Regions from separate parts of the Sus scrofa genome. Here region 1 is linked to region 2. The links are chromatin contacts, called in public HiChIP or PLAC-seq maps. All regions are on one chromosome and are shown on one strand. Each heading gives the region's core, a stretch centred on a gene start, on an enhancer-like site or on the middle of the called end of the contact. The rest is flanking DNA. Distances are from core to core; before and after follow the strand shown.

Region 1 (5,963 bases), core at 2,302-4,801, 220 kb after region 2:
CTGCCTCATTGCCAATAAACTCTCCGTTTAAACTTTTAATGATGATTTCAGGAGCAGGTAAATATTATCTAAAGGCATTTGTAATGAGTTTTTCTCATGCAGTTGACTATACAGTATGTTCTGTAGTTAACCTTTTTCACTGAAGCTTCAGTACTGTCAGCCTTGTGATAGGTCAGTGTTTCTATAGCTTAAATAGTTTAGAAACTGACTTTGCTCTGTGTCCTCGTCAATTAGAAACTTTTGTTATTTTAGCCAGAAAAATTACTTTTTATTTTATTTTTTTTTTGTCTTTTTTTAGGGCCACACCTGAGGCATATGGAGGTTCCCAGGCTTGTGATTGAATTGGAGCTGCAGATGCTGCCCTATGCCACAGCCACACAGTATCCGAGTCGCATCTGTGACCTACACCACAGCTCATTGCAGCATCGGATCCTTAACCCACTGAGTGAGGGAAGGGATCAAACCCACATCCTCATGGATACTAGTCCGATTGGTTACCGCTAAGCCACAATGGGAACTTCCCAAATTACCTTTCTTTTGCGTCCCCCCCCACCTCTTTCCTTACCCCAGGAACTGAAAGCCAGGCCTTCTGTCATGGATTTAGGACGATGCTTTACTGCATCTTCAAGCAAGTTTTATCACAGGATGATGACTCTGGATGAAACTATCTGGTTATGACTTTGCAAATGATGTATTGAAGTTTGGTTGTCCAATTGAATTTTGATATATATTAGACACTGTTTTTCCAGTTACTTAATTGAAAGTACACCTTTATCCTGAGAAGATGCTCTTATACAGTTGATAATGGATTGTGCTAAATAGACTGTGACTGTTATAACTGACACTGAGGTGGCCCTCCTGCTCTGCAAGTAGTAACAGTGGTTTCAGAAATCCACTGTGCTAGTATTTAGATCAGGTTCTCTGTTTACAAATTCTGCAGATTTCATAATTTAGAAACATGTGTGTGTTGTTCCCACACAAGTCAGTCTGTGTGTACACATAGCAGCTTGTACTAAGGACTTGGAGTGACAATTGAGTCTTGAATTCTTTTTAAAAATAATTTGCTTGTGGCTCTGCGGCTTAAGAGTCCCGCGTTGTCACTGCAGTGGCTTGGGTAGCTGTTGTGGTTTGGATTTGATTCCTGGAACTTCCGCATGCTCTGAGTGCATCCAAAAGAATTAAAAAAAAGAAGAAAAATTAGCACAAAGTTAAAACTTTACTAATTTAAAGACGTCAGAGTGGTTTCTATTTAAGAGCGGTCCTTTACTTCATGCTTTTGCATGTTAGTAACTTATCTTGGAGTTTGTCACTTCTGACTATGGAATCTTGCCTTCCATAGTGAGGTTGACTTCATGGTAGAGGATGTCCCAGATATCTTAGTTGGCTGTTTTATAGCATGCGGTTTGCTATAAGGGCTGGAAAATAAGGTAATTTAAGTCTGTTTTGAGACACGTGGAAAGGAAGCTGTTTCTTAACTATCGGGCACGGGAAGCTTGGCAAGACTGAAATCCATTAGTGGCCACAGTCTCATGACTGATGACCACTTGGGGACCTACAGTTAGATTATTGCAGACCTACATCTGACATAATTGATGTTGTCATCAGTTTTAAACTACTCACCCTGTTCTGCCAACTTTCTTCCAATAATAAAAGTGTCTTGCTTTGCATGTGTGAAAGTTTGTGTGACTCTGTGTATGTGTATAGAATTAGGGAGTTTTAACCACAATCCAGTCACAACTATTTGAACTCCTTGATTTTAATAAAACATTAGAAAACTGATGATTCCACTACTTCCCCACTTCCTATATTTGGGAAACCTGTGGGTTTCTTCTTACCAAGTTAGTTAAGAGGAAGGGGGAAAGATTGCTCCAAACCAGGTTATTCTTCTCCTAGAGCCTAAAAGAAATACAAGGACAGATGGGCCTTCAAAACTTGGACAGGAACTTAAAAATGCGAATTAATGTATACTTTAAAAATGTTTGTTGCTGCCTTTTTAAAAAAATTTTTTGTATTTTTGCCATTTCTTGGGCCACTCCCACGGCATATGGAGGTTCCCAGGCTAGGGGTCCAATTGGAGCTGTAGCCGCCGGCCTACACCAGAGCCACAGCAACGTGGGATCTGAGCCGCGTCTACAACCTACACCACAGCTCATGGCAACGCCAGATCCTTAACCCACTGAGCAAGGCCAGGGATCGAACCTGCAACCTCATAGTTCCTAGTTGGATTCGTTAACCACTGAGCCATGATGGGAACTCCTGTTGCTGCTTTTTTATGGAAGTAAGGATGTTGTTTCCTGAGAGGTTTGCTATAAGGGGTCATTTTCCTTAATAGTTTTTATCATGTTCGAAGTCCCATACTCTATAAATAATGATATATATGTAAATAAAGTCCCAATTACCTCTTTATCCTGAAAGTTTATAGATCTGATTGTTGAAAGCAAAGTCCAGTCCTTGTAGTTTTGCATGAGAGATTTTTAATGCATAGGCACCAAGGAGGTCATCTAATTCTCCATTCCAACCAGTGCCAGGACCTCCATCTGGGACATCTTGACACAGGGTCATCAGCCTGTGCTACAGGCTCTGTGATCCATTAACAAGACAGTTAGACTAGAAGGCCCTGGAGACTGGCTTCTAGGCCTGGTTTTGCCCCTAATATACCAGTTTGGTGTTAGGCGTCTTACGGTTATGATTAATGAAATGAAAGGATTAGACCAGGCGGTCAATAAGGTTTCTTTCAGTTCATAATTTTTTTGAATATTCACTAACAAAGTTTCTTTAAGAAGTAATCAGTTAATCCCCCCCACCCCCGACAACTCTCACTTTTATATTAATCCCAAATTGTCATGGTTAAAGATAAGCTTGCTTCTTTCTTTCTTTCTTTTCTTTTCTTTTTTTTTTTTTTTTTTTTGGTCTTTTTGTCTTTTGTCTTTTTAAGGCCGCCCTTGTGGCATATGGAGGTTCCCAGGCCAGAGGTCCAATCGGAGCTATAGCCACCATCCTCTGCCACAGCCCCAGCAACGCGGGATCCAAGCAACATCTTCGACTTACACTACAGCTCACAGCAACACGGATCCTTAACACACTGAGTGGGGCCAGGGATTGAACCCTCATCCTCATGGATACCACTTGGGTTCTTAACCTGCTGAACCATAACAGGAACTCGCCCAAATTTTAGATATGTATGACTGAATCAAAATAAATCAATACTTGCCTTTATTCTTTGTGATACAATTCTATACTATTCTATTTTATTTAAAGAAATGCCAGTCAGTGACCCACTGAATTGATTTTTGGCCCAGGAATGGGTCTTAAAAAAATACTACTCCATGGCAACCCTGAACAGGTGTGTTTCTTGTTTCACGTGACAACCCCTCAAACTCAACTCTAGCCAGCGTGTTTACCTTTAGCCCTTCTCTTCTACAGGCTGTGGTTCTCCAGTGTTCAGAGCTTTTACTTGTATGATTTGATATTTTGACTCACCACCATGCTGGTCAAATGCTCCTAGGTGCTTAGAGTTTGCGTCCCTCTTAAAGTAGTGGTGACTAGAGGAAATACAATCTCAGGATAAAATTTAACCAGTGCCAGCCCTTTCTTCTGTCTCCTTTCCTCCTAGTGTTTACTGCATGTTACACATTTTTTTTTCTACAGATATTTATCCACACATGTTTACTGTGTTAGGACTGTCCTTGGTGTTTAGGGATACAGCAGTGAGCAAAACCCCAGTTTTTGCTTTCTGAGAGTTGGGGGTTGTAGAGAGTTGTGCTGGCTGCTCAGAGTGTGAAGATGAGTCACAGCTAGTCCCTTGCCCAGAGAGCTCTCCTTTGGCGCTCAGTTCATGTGGTCTTTTATGGCTCTGTGTTGCATGCTTCTTAGGTATTTTCCCTCTGAATTGTGAGCTCTTCCTTCTTTTCCACTTGAGTACACATCTCAGCAAAGATGAAGTGTCAACTTCTAGGAAGATAGTATGAAGCTTTAAAAGATGATAATTCTCTTAAAACTTAAGAGGATACTTTTAAAGTATCAAAGTACAAAAATACTAAATTATTTTTTATGAGTTTCACAGTGGTTAAAGGAGGGTCAAAAGTTTCTTTAATATGTGATCAAAGCCTGTGAATTCCATTCAGGTCACAAGGACATCAAGAGGGGTCTTTAATTTTGGGGAGGACAATGAAGTGTTAAATAAAATTGTAACGATTTCTAGAGTGACTTTGGCATGGGTAAATTTGGACCAATGTTAACAGTTTTAGTTAAGTAGTGTTTGTAGTTAAAAAGTTAATTCAGTTAACTAAAATATCTGTTGTATGTAAAGTAATATATTGGAGGGAAGAACTTTGAGTGGACGAGATAAATAAAAATGTGGGTTCTTAACTTCAAATTTGTATTCAAGTTAGAAAATATACATACATGACATTATATAAACCAGTGATCAAGCCGCATAAGTACAACCTGAATATGATTATAGGTAAGTAGAATTAATTAAGAATGGGTAACTTGAGACCTAGAATTTGAAGTGGATGGGGATGGATTAGTGAAAAAGGTTTTTGTGTCTTGTAAGCTGAATGTTAACTTAAGGAATTTGCGTAATTAAAAAAGCTGTTTAGGTGAAGTTGCAGTCTATTTACCTTTTAAAAGTAGAGAATTTCTTCTTTCTGTTTGAAGAATTAACAAATTAAGAGTTTTTGTAGAAGATGTAAATATATTCTAGCATGAGAAACTAATGTTAGAGAAAGAGCAAGGAAGCAAGTCTTCAATATGACATTATTCAGTCAGAATGGGATTGTATTAATCCAGGGGTGTGAAAATGTTTATGGGGTGGCATTTTCACACAGACCTCTTCCTTTACTTTATTCTGAACTACATAAATATCAATTAAAGCTTTCTAGTCCAAGTTAACAGATGGTGATGTATGCTGGATTTATAAACAAAGCCCTAGAACAATACTGCACTTAATTGATGAATGCTCTCTCCCTTCTCTGAACAAAGATTTTGGCCTCTCGTGTGCTTGTCTGAGAGAGAATTAATGACTTCTTTTCTGTGATCTCATGTAGAAAGACTCTCACTATAGAAATATTTGGGGTTTTTTCCCCCTAAGAAGGAAACTTGAATACTTTTTAAGTTGCCTAGTAATTTGAGTTTGCAGAGGTGGACTGAAAAAGTATTTGGACAACTTGTATTAAAGTCACCTTAAAAAAAAAGTCATATTCTTTGTCTTCAGAGTAGAATGATGCCTCAAAACCAAAAATAGTAAGCTAAATAAAATACACAGACAAGAACATGTCTAATTAGATGGTTTCAGGCAAACATGCAAACTAAACCTAATTTAAACCTTTTTTCTCTGAACTTCTACTTGACATTCTTTAACACGAGGTGACACTTTATACTGATTCTTAAAATGTACCCTCTCCATGTATTTAAGATATGTGAAAGTAACTATTTTGTAATGCTGCCATGCAAATGGAACCTTGGGGCTTGGGAGGGTGAGCACAGGTGTCCAGGTCCAATGGAATGCAGGTCTCTGTGCCTGAGAACAAAGTGAGAGGAACCGTTTGACCAGTGTGACCGTGTCCATAGAAAATATTGATTCTCATTTGTTTGGAAATGGTATATTTCAGATTGTGAAGACGTCTACCTCATCTCTTCATCCTAGCTTCTTTGAAACAAGCAGTAGGTTGATTGAGGTAAATATTTAAATATACTGAAGCATTTGGATTGTGGCAGAAGAAAACACTGGCGCCTTTGGTTGAAGGCAATCTGTACAAAATGCTTCTGACTTTAATGATAGCTTTCTGCCTGCTGCCACCCAGGCATCCTTCTTGTGCTCATTGGTTTGAGGAGCATTCCCTAAAGTGAGAGAGGCAGTTCACATAACAGTTCTGGAGGTTCCTGCCCAAGGCAGCCTTTTATAGGGAGTTCTGGTAGTGTCACATGAATGTTTGGGCATATGTACCTGACTATCTCTTGAC
Region 2 (5,948 bases), core at 3,206-5,705:
CTGCAAGCTCAGAGAGATGTAAGAGTGCTGCCTGCCTGGCCCAGAGCTACTGTGATGTGAGTCAGTGTTGACAAAAATATCACATACGGGGATAAGGTAGGAATATTTCTTCATTCTCTAATTAGTTGACAACCTCATTACTTGTATATCTGTGCCTTAATTGATCCAGTTGCATTGACTGGGGCATGAGTAGAGGGCATAGTTCTCATCCCAGAGAATTTGGGAGATATTCTTTAGCACCAGTGGAGCAATGCTGAGGCTGCTGGTGTCTTTGAACTTCACACATTTCTTTGGACCCAATGCTTAGATCAGATAAAGAGCAGGTACCTTTTGCAATTTTCCTAACTTGCAATTTCCTCCTCTGTGAGAGTATTTTTGAAAAAAAAATATTGCATAAGGACTTTCAAAAATTGTTAGCACTAAGCTTATTTCTGAAGTCCAGGCCACAGCTGAATTTAAGGTTGATGGATAGAAGTTTTCTCCCTTCGTTTGCTATAACCTTAAACTTGGATTTGTTCCTAGGCAGAGAAGGTGGTTTTTTGCAATGACATCTCCTATAAGAGGAGCTTGCTGAATGGCTTGATTGATATTGATTGTCTGTTTGCCAATAGTCTTTAAGTTGGCATGTAGATATGCCCTGATTTAGTCATCTCATTATGAAATATGCAGTGTATTTAGCTATGAATAATTATAACCAAGTAGATAATTAACTTCTTACAGTCAGGAAACCTGTACCTTTCAGAATTTGTATTTCTGATCCTTTTCTTTCATCCTTTAAAAATTTCTTTCTTGGGAGTTCCTGTTGTGGTGCAGCAGAAATGAATCTGACTAGTATCCATGAGGATGTGGGTTTGATCCCTGGCCTCGTTCAGTGGGTTAAGGATCCAGTGTTGCCACAAGCTGCAATGTAGGTTGCAGATGTGGCTTGGATCCTGAGTTGCTGTGGCTGTGGTGTAGGCCAGCAGCTGCAGCTCCGATTGGACCCCTAGCCTGGAAACTTCCATATGCTGCAGGCGTTGCCCTAAAAAGCAATAAATAAACAAATATTTATTTATTTATTTATTTCTTCTTTTCCTTGTTTCCTTCTCCTTCTCTCCTTTCCTTCTTTCCTCCCTTCTTTCCTTCGTTCCCCCTTCGTCCCCTCCTTCCTTCCTCTTTTCTTCCTTTCTCTTCCTTCCCTCCATCCCTTTCCTGCTGTCTTCCTACAGTATCAAATAGTGCTAAGCACCAAGCAGCTGATGACTAACAATAAGAGCTCCAGTGTTTACATAACTGAGATCCCCTGCCAGCCTAAATTTTTGCAAATTCAGACAAACCTAGGGAGGTTCCAGGGCCAGCTATATTTGTATGAGACTGAGGACTCCCCTAGAAAAGGAGACTCACAAGAAAGGAGAGTCAAGGCCAGAGGACTGGTCCAAAGATAATGGGCTAGATCATTCTGCAGCCATCTGCCAAGGACATGCAGCAGCTGGAGCATCACCTCAGCTGCTGGATGAAGGCACAGGGCACAGGGCCGCCTAGAGGCAGCTGGAGGAAATGAGTGTGGGAGCCTCTGCTGCAAGAAAAGCAAATATCCGGAGAGAAGATAGTCTCCTGCAGAAATGGGGCAGAGTCCTGCAATTCTGTGTGCAGGAGTGAAGTCTCAGGAAAATAGTGTGGCCCAGGGATTGTTTTGCAACATTTTGAAAAAAAATCTGAAGAGGAAACTGATGCACTTCAAAGAGCATCTTTCCTTATTATTCATCATGAGGAGATTCTGATAAAAGGTAACTCACCTGTGCTTTAGGATTGTCCTCTGTTTACAAACACCACATTTACCACCTTTATATTAGGGAGAATCTACTAATTGCTCATTCCAAAGTTACTCTGATGTGGGTATTCAAAAGGAAAACTTTTGCTCACTAAAAGTGCACCCCCAAAATATTGCAGATCTCTTCTCTAAGGAAATAGCGCACAAGGTTTGTCTAACTGAGATAGTTAAATTTTTAAAAACATAATTAAATCCATGTTGTAAATACTTCTTTTATTTGACAAAAGTATATCTAATTTTTGAAATGTCTTTCTTAGAGTTCCCATTGTGGCTCAGTGGAAACGAATCTGACTAGCACCCATGAGGACGCAGCTTTGATCCCTGGCCTCGCTCAGTGGGTTAAGAATCCGGCATTGCTGTGGCTGTGGCATAGGCCAGCAGTTACAGCTCCAATTGGACCCCTAGCCTGGGAACCTCCATACACTGCAGGTGTGGCCCTAAGAAAAAAAGCCAAAAAAAAAAAAAAAAAAAAAAGAAAGAAATGTCTTTCTTACAATTACTGTCTTCTCTAGCCCAGAATTAGGAAAACGTAAGCAGACTGAGGAGATTTTTTATTTCTCTTATTATCATTGTAAACACATAAAATGAATTCTTCATAGTATCTATGAGCTTAGCTGGCATTAAGCAAACATTTCTAGACTTTAATAATGAAGGACTCAAATAAGCTTTTTAGTAACACCTTGTAATAATATGATCTACTCACATTTTCCAGTTTGTGGATATCACAGCTGTGTCAGCTTACACCCCTCCCCAGGCTACAATTCAGGCCAGCTCTGTCCCTGCTGTAGACATTAAAAGTCTATGGTTTATCATTTGTCTAAAAATGCATATAGTTGGATTCAATAATATTTCCTAGATGTCTTTTCCTATATCAAGAAAGGAGGAAAAAAACAAAATTTCATGGGGTTTGAAATGGACATCTCTGGAGCTCAAAACTTGCATTTGCTGAAATTTGCATTTACTGTGCATAGCCTTGCCTCTGGACCACAGAACATGTGCCCATTTCAATATTTAAAAAAAATGTATTATTAGGAAACATAGAATAATAAAACAAGTAATGAGACCAAAGGGTAGGAATTTGGCTTTTATTTTGCTTTTGGTAGAGAGATTTTGTCTCAATCTTGGAACAAATTTGAACATTGGAGGTGGTTAAGCTATAGGCTGGAAACAATTTTTAAGAAGAGCAGGACTCATATTCACCTCTTTGGAGTTATACAAATGAAATCTGCTTAGAGGATGGAAAGGAATGGAAGAGATTAGAGGATGACATTAAAAGATCCTATAGAACAGATATTTATTAAAAACATTAGTTAATATAGCATTATGAAAAATGAAGGGTAAACATTTCATAATTTCTGTGTGTGTGTGTGTGTGAATGGCAAGCCTATTTTCATAGCTCTTACTATTCTTACGCCTACACACACACATGTAAACTTACCTGTAAATGGTCCCTTATAGACTTGGGTCTGACTAGAGATGGCAGAAACTTCCTTGGCACTTATTAGCATTGGGCCTCTCCTTCCTGCCATTCACTAAACATTGATTTCCAAAATGGATTTTTTCAAAACTTCTTCCCCCTCTCCCTTTTAGAGAAAATAGATAATTTTCTTAACACATAAACACTTCTTACTTCAAGTTTATAAGAACATGGATCAGGAGTTTGACCTATCACTTTCGAAAAACTGCCCATCTTTAACATGGAGTCAGGCAAAAGAAATGCAAAAATAATAGTGGAAACTATTTCACATGATCACTGAGGCTGTAAGGAGTGGGGAAAGGAGAGCCTCCATGAAGAGAGAATTGGTAGAAAAAGTAGAGTTCACTCTGTTTTAAAATATCCTAAGTGAATATGGTATAAAAACCACAAAGCATAGTTTTATCCTCAAAGGATGTAAAGGAAATAGAATCTTTAGGAAAGAATGACTGTGTGCTAGGGAGAGAGTTGAAAAGTATATTTTGCAAGAAAGTCAGACTTCAACTCAGAACTCGGCTTTTTCAGCTTGAGGCCAAGACTATAAAAATTAGAAGAAACCCTTTCTTTAGGACTAGATTGAAGGGTTTATATTATGCATCCCAGCAGCCAGCTTTGCATGACCTGTTTTCTCTCCCTTTACTCTAAACTCTGTAATGGTGATTATAATTTTCCCATTCTGGGCTTAAGGCTGCCACTTTCTTTTGTGCTGAAAACCCAGGACTGTTATTAGCATGGTTGCATGATTGTTGGCCTTACAAATAGTTATTCATAAATACCAAAGTGGAAAAAAAAATCATGTTTAGCAACAATATACTAGACATTGTTTTATTACATATATCCAGTCCAGAAGATTTAAAATTCAGATTAGATCATTATCACATATGTAATGGGTAGAATTTGGAACATCTATGCTGAGGTTTATACCAAGTTGATCTGAGTTGAAAGAACTGAGTAATAATGTTGAAGAGTCACACTTAGCTGAATTTAAACCCTTTAAAACTTAACACATGAATTGAAAATTTGCCCTCTCCCTAAACTATAAACTTCTTGAAGCATGACTGGTCTCTCCCTGTGGTATTATCTTTCAATTTTGAACAACTGAACTAATCTAAGTAATGATTCATCTGTCACTAGAGGGGGTTGAAGCATTTCTGTCCTCTGTTGCCACAGAGCAAGAAAGATTCTAGAAAGTTGTCCTTTCTCCCACTTGGTATGTGTGGGAGTATCAAACCCCAAATAGAGCAGTGCTAAACTTTTTTTTTTCATATTTTGTTTTTCTATAAACAAACTTTATCTGTGGCCTTGTAGCAGACGGTCAGTTCCAGGAAACACACGGCTAACAATGTCATTCCCCTTGTATTGCACGTAATATAAAAACAGAGTTTAAGTAAATATTTGAATTAGGACAATTTGAAAAATTTAACTTTGGAGTAGCCTTTCCCTGGCATGTATTGATCACTTTTTCTAGAGTGGCTCTTTCTAATATGCTATCCCTACACCATTTAAATGAAGCTTGTTCAGTGTAACATATAATATATTAGCAGAGTATAATCCTAGAAACTCAGCATTTGCAGAATGGAACTGCAATTAGGAGATTCAACTCCTGCTGCATATCAAAGAAAAGCTGATCTATAAATAGCAGTAGAGCAACACCTAGTGCTAAGCACAGATATAGCAGAAAGATCTCAGTCACAACCATCTTATTAGGCCTTAGGTTTTATACTGAATGGATAAACAACAAGGTCCTACTCTGTAGCATACGGAACTATATTCAATATTCTATGATAAATCGTAATGGAAAAGAATAGGAAAAAAGAATGTATACCTATTCATAACTGAATCACTTTGCTACACAGCAGAAATTAACACAACATTGAAAATCAACTATACTTCAATAAAATAAATTTTTAAAAAGTTTTAGTTTATGGTTGCAATAGGATGACTCTTTTCCTTGGTATTTTAACCATGGAATTATTCTGTGAAATGACAAGCCTGGACTGGCTGGTCTTTAAGGTTCTTATAGACTCAGTGTGTGATCCTGCAGTTGGGTTATTTTTATGTACTTTTCATTTTCATTGCCCTACATTCTTCTTAGTGAACTTGTCCATTAGATAAAGGAGGCTTGCTTAGGCCTAGCTTTTACCTTTTATGTCAATTAGCTTTGCGTAGATTGTGAGAAAGAAGCAGAAGTGTTTATGTACTTGGACAATGCCATGAGGAAGTTCCAAGAAATGCCCTTTCTCTTCTTTAAAAAAATAGTAAATATATACATATGTACAAACTAGGGTAGGATACCTCCATTGTTGAAAAAGGAAAGTGTGGGCCTTTGTATGAAAAAAATGATCCCACATCTGCTAGTAGTAGGTGGTGTTTATTCTATGCTACTCAATTCCTTATGTCATAAGGACGCACTTCTTTTATTATCCTATCTCAGAAGAGATCACAATATCATCTGTATGGAAATACAAAAAGAGCATAAGTTTTCATAGCCAAATTCTCTGGAGCACAAGTTTTCTATGTCTTTGTTATTTCATTTGTCTATAGACCGGGGAAAATACTTACTATTTATGGAAAGTGGTCAGATAAAGAAATAGATAAAACCTTTGAATATGCAGAGATACATAAAAACCGTTAAATTAGATAGATCACCATGAACATGAACTG

The links. HiChIP or PLAC-seq counts read pairs in DNA pulled down with a chosen protein or histone mark.
Region 1: an H3K27ac HiChIP or PLAC-seq map of alveolar macrophages shows a contact between it and region 2. The contact joins two enhancer-like sites. A contact is called at or near these places in 2 of 2 datasets of contacts at active chromatin or transcription factors (alveolar macrophages and skeletal muscle).

The regions. Positions count from the first base shown.
Region 1 is chr13:110,620,075-110,626,037 of Sscrofa11.1, forward strand. The region is part of intron 1 of FNDC3B (fibronectin type III domain-containing protein 3B); the gene reads left to right. Among named protein-coding and RNA genes, the nearest start is that of FNDC3B, 36 kb to the left of the region's middle. Within about 2 kb of position 3,552, at least 9 of the 83 cell types and tissues checked have an H3K27ac peak or open chromatin away from gene starts, as enhancers often do. A contact at or near this core is called in alveolar macrophages, where this site is marked.
Region 2 is chr13:110,401,181-110,407,128 of Sscrofa11.1, forward strand. No RefSeq gene overlaps it. Among named protein-coding and RNA genes, the nearest start is that of TMEM212, 10 kb to the right of the region's middle. Within about 2 kb of position 4,456, at least 10 of the 83 cell types and tissues checked have an H3K27ac peak or open chromatin away from gene starts, as enhancers often do. A contact at or near this core is called in alveolar macrophages, where this site is marked.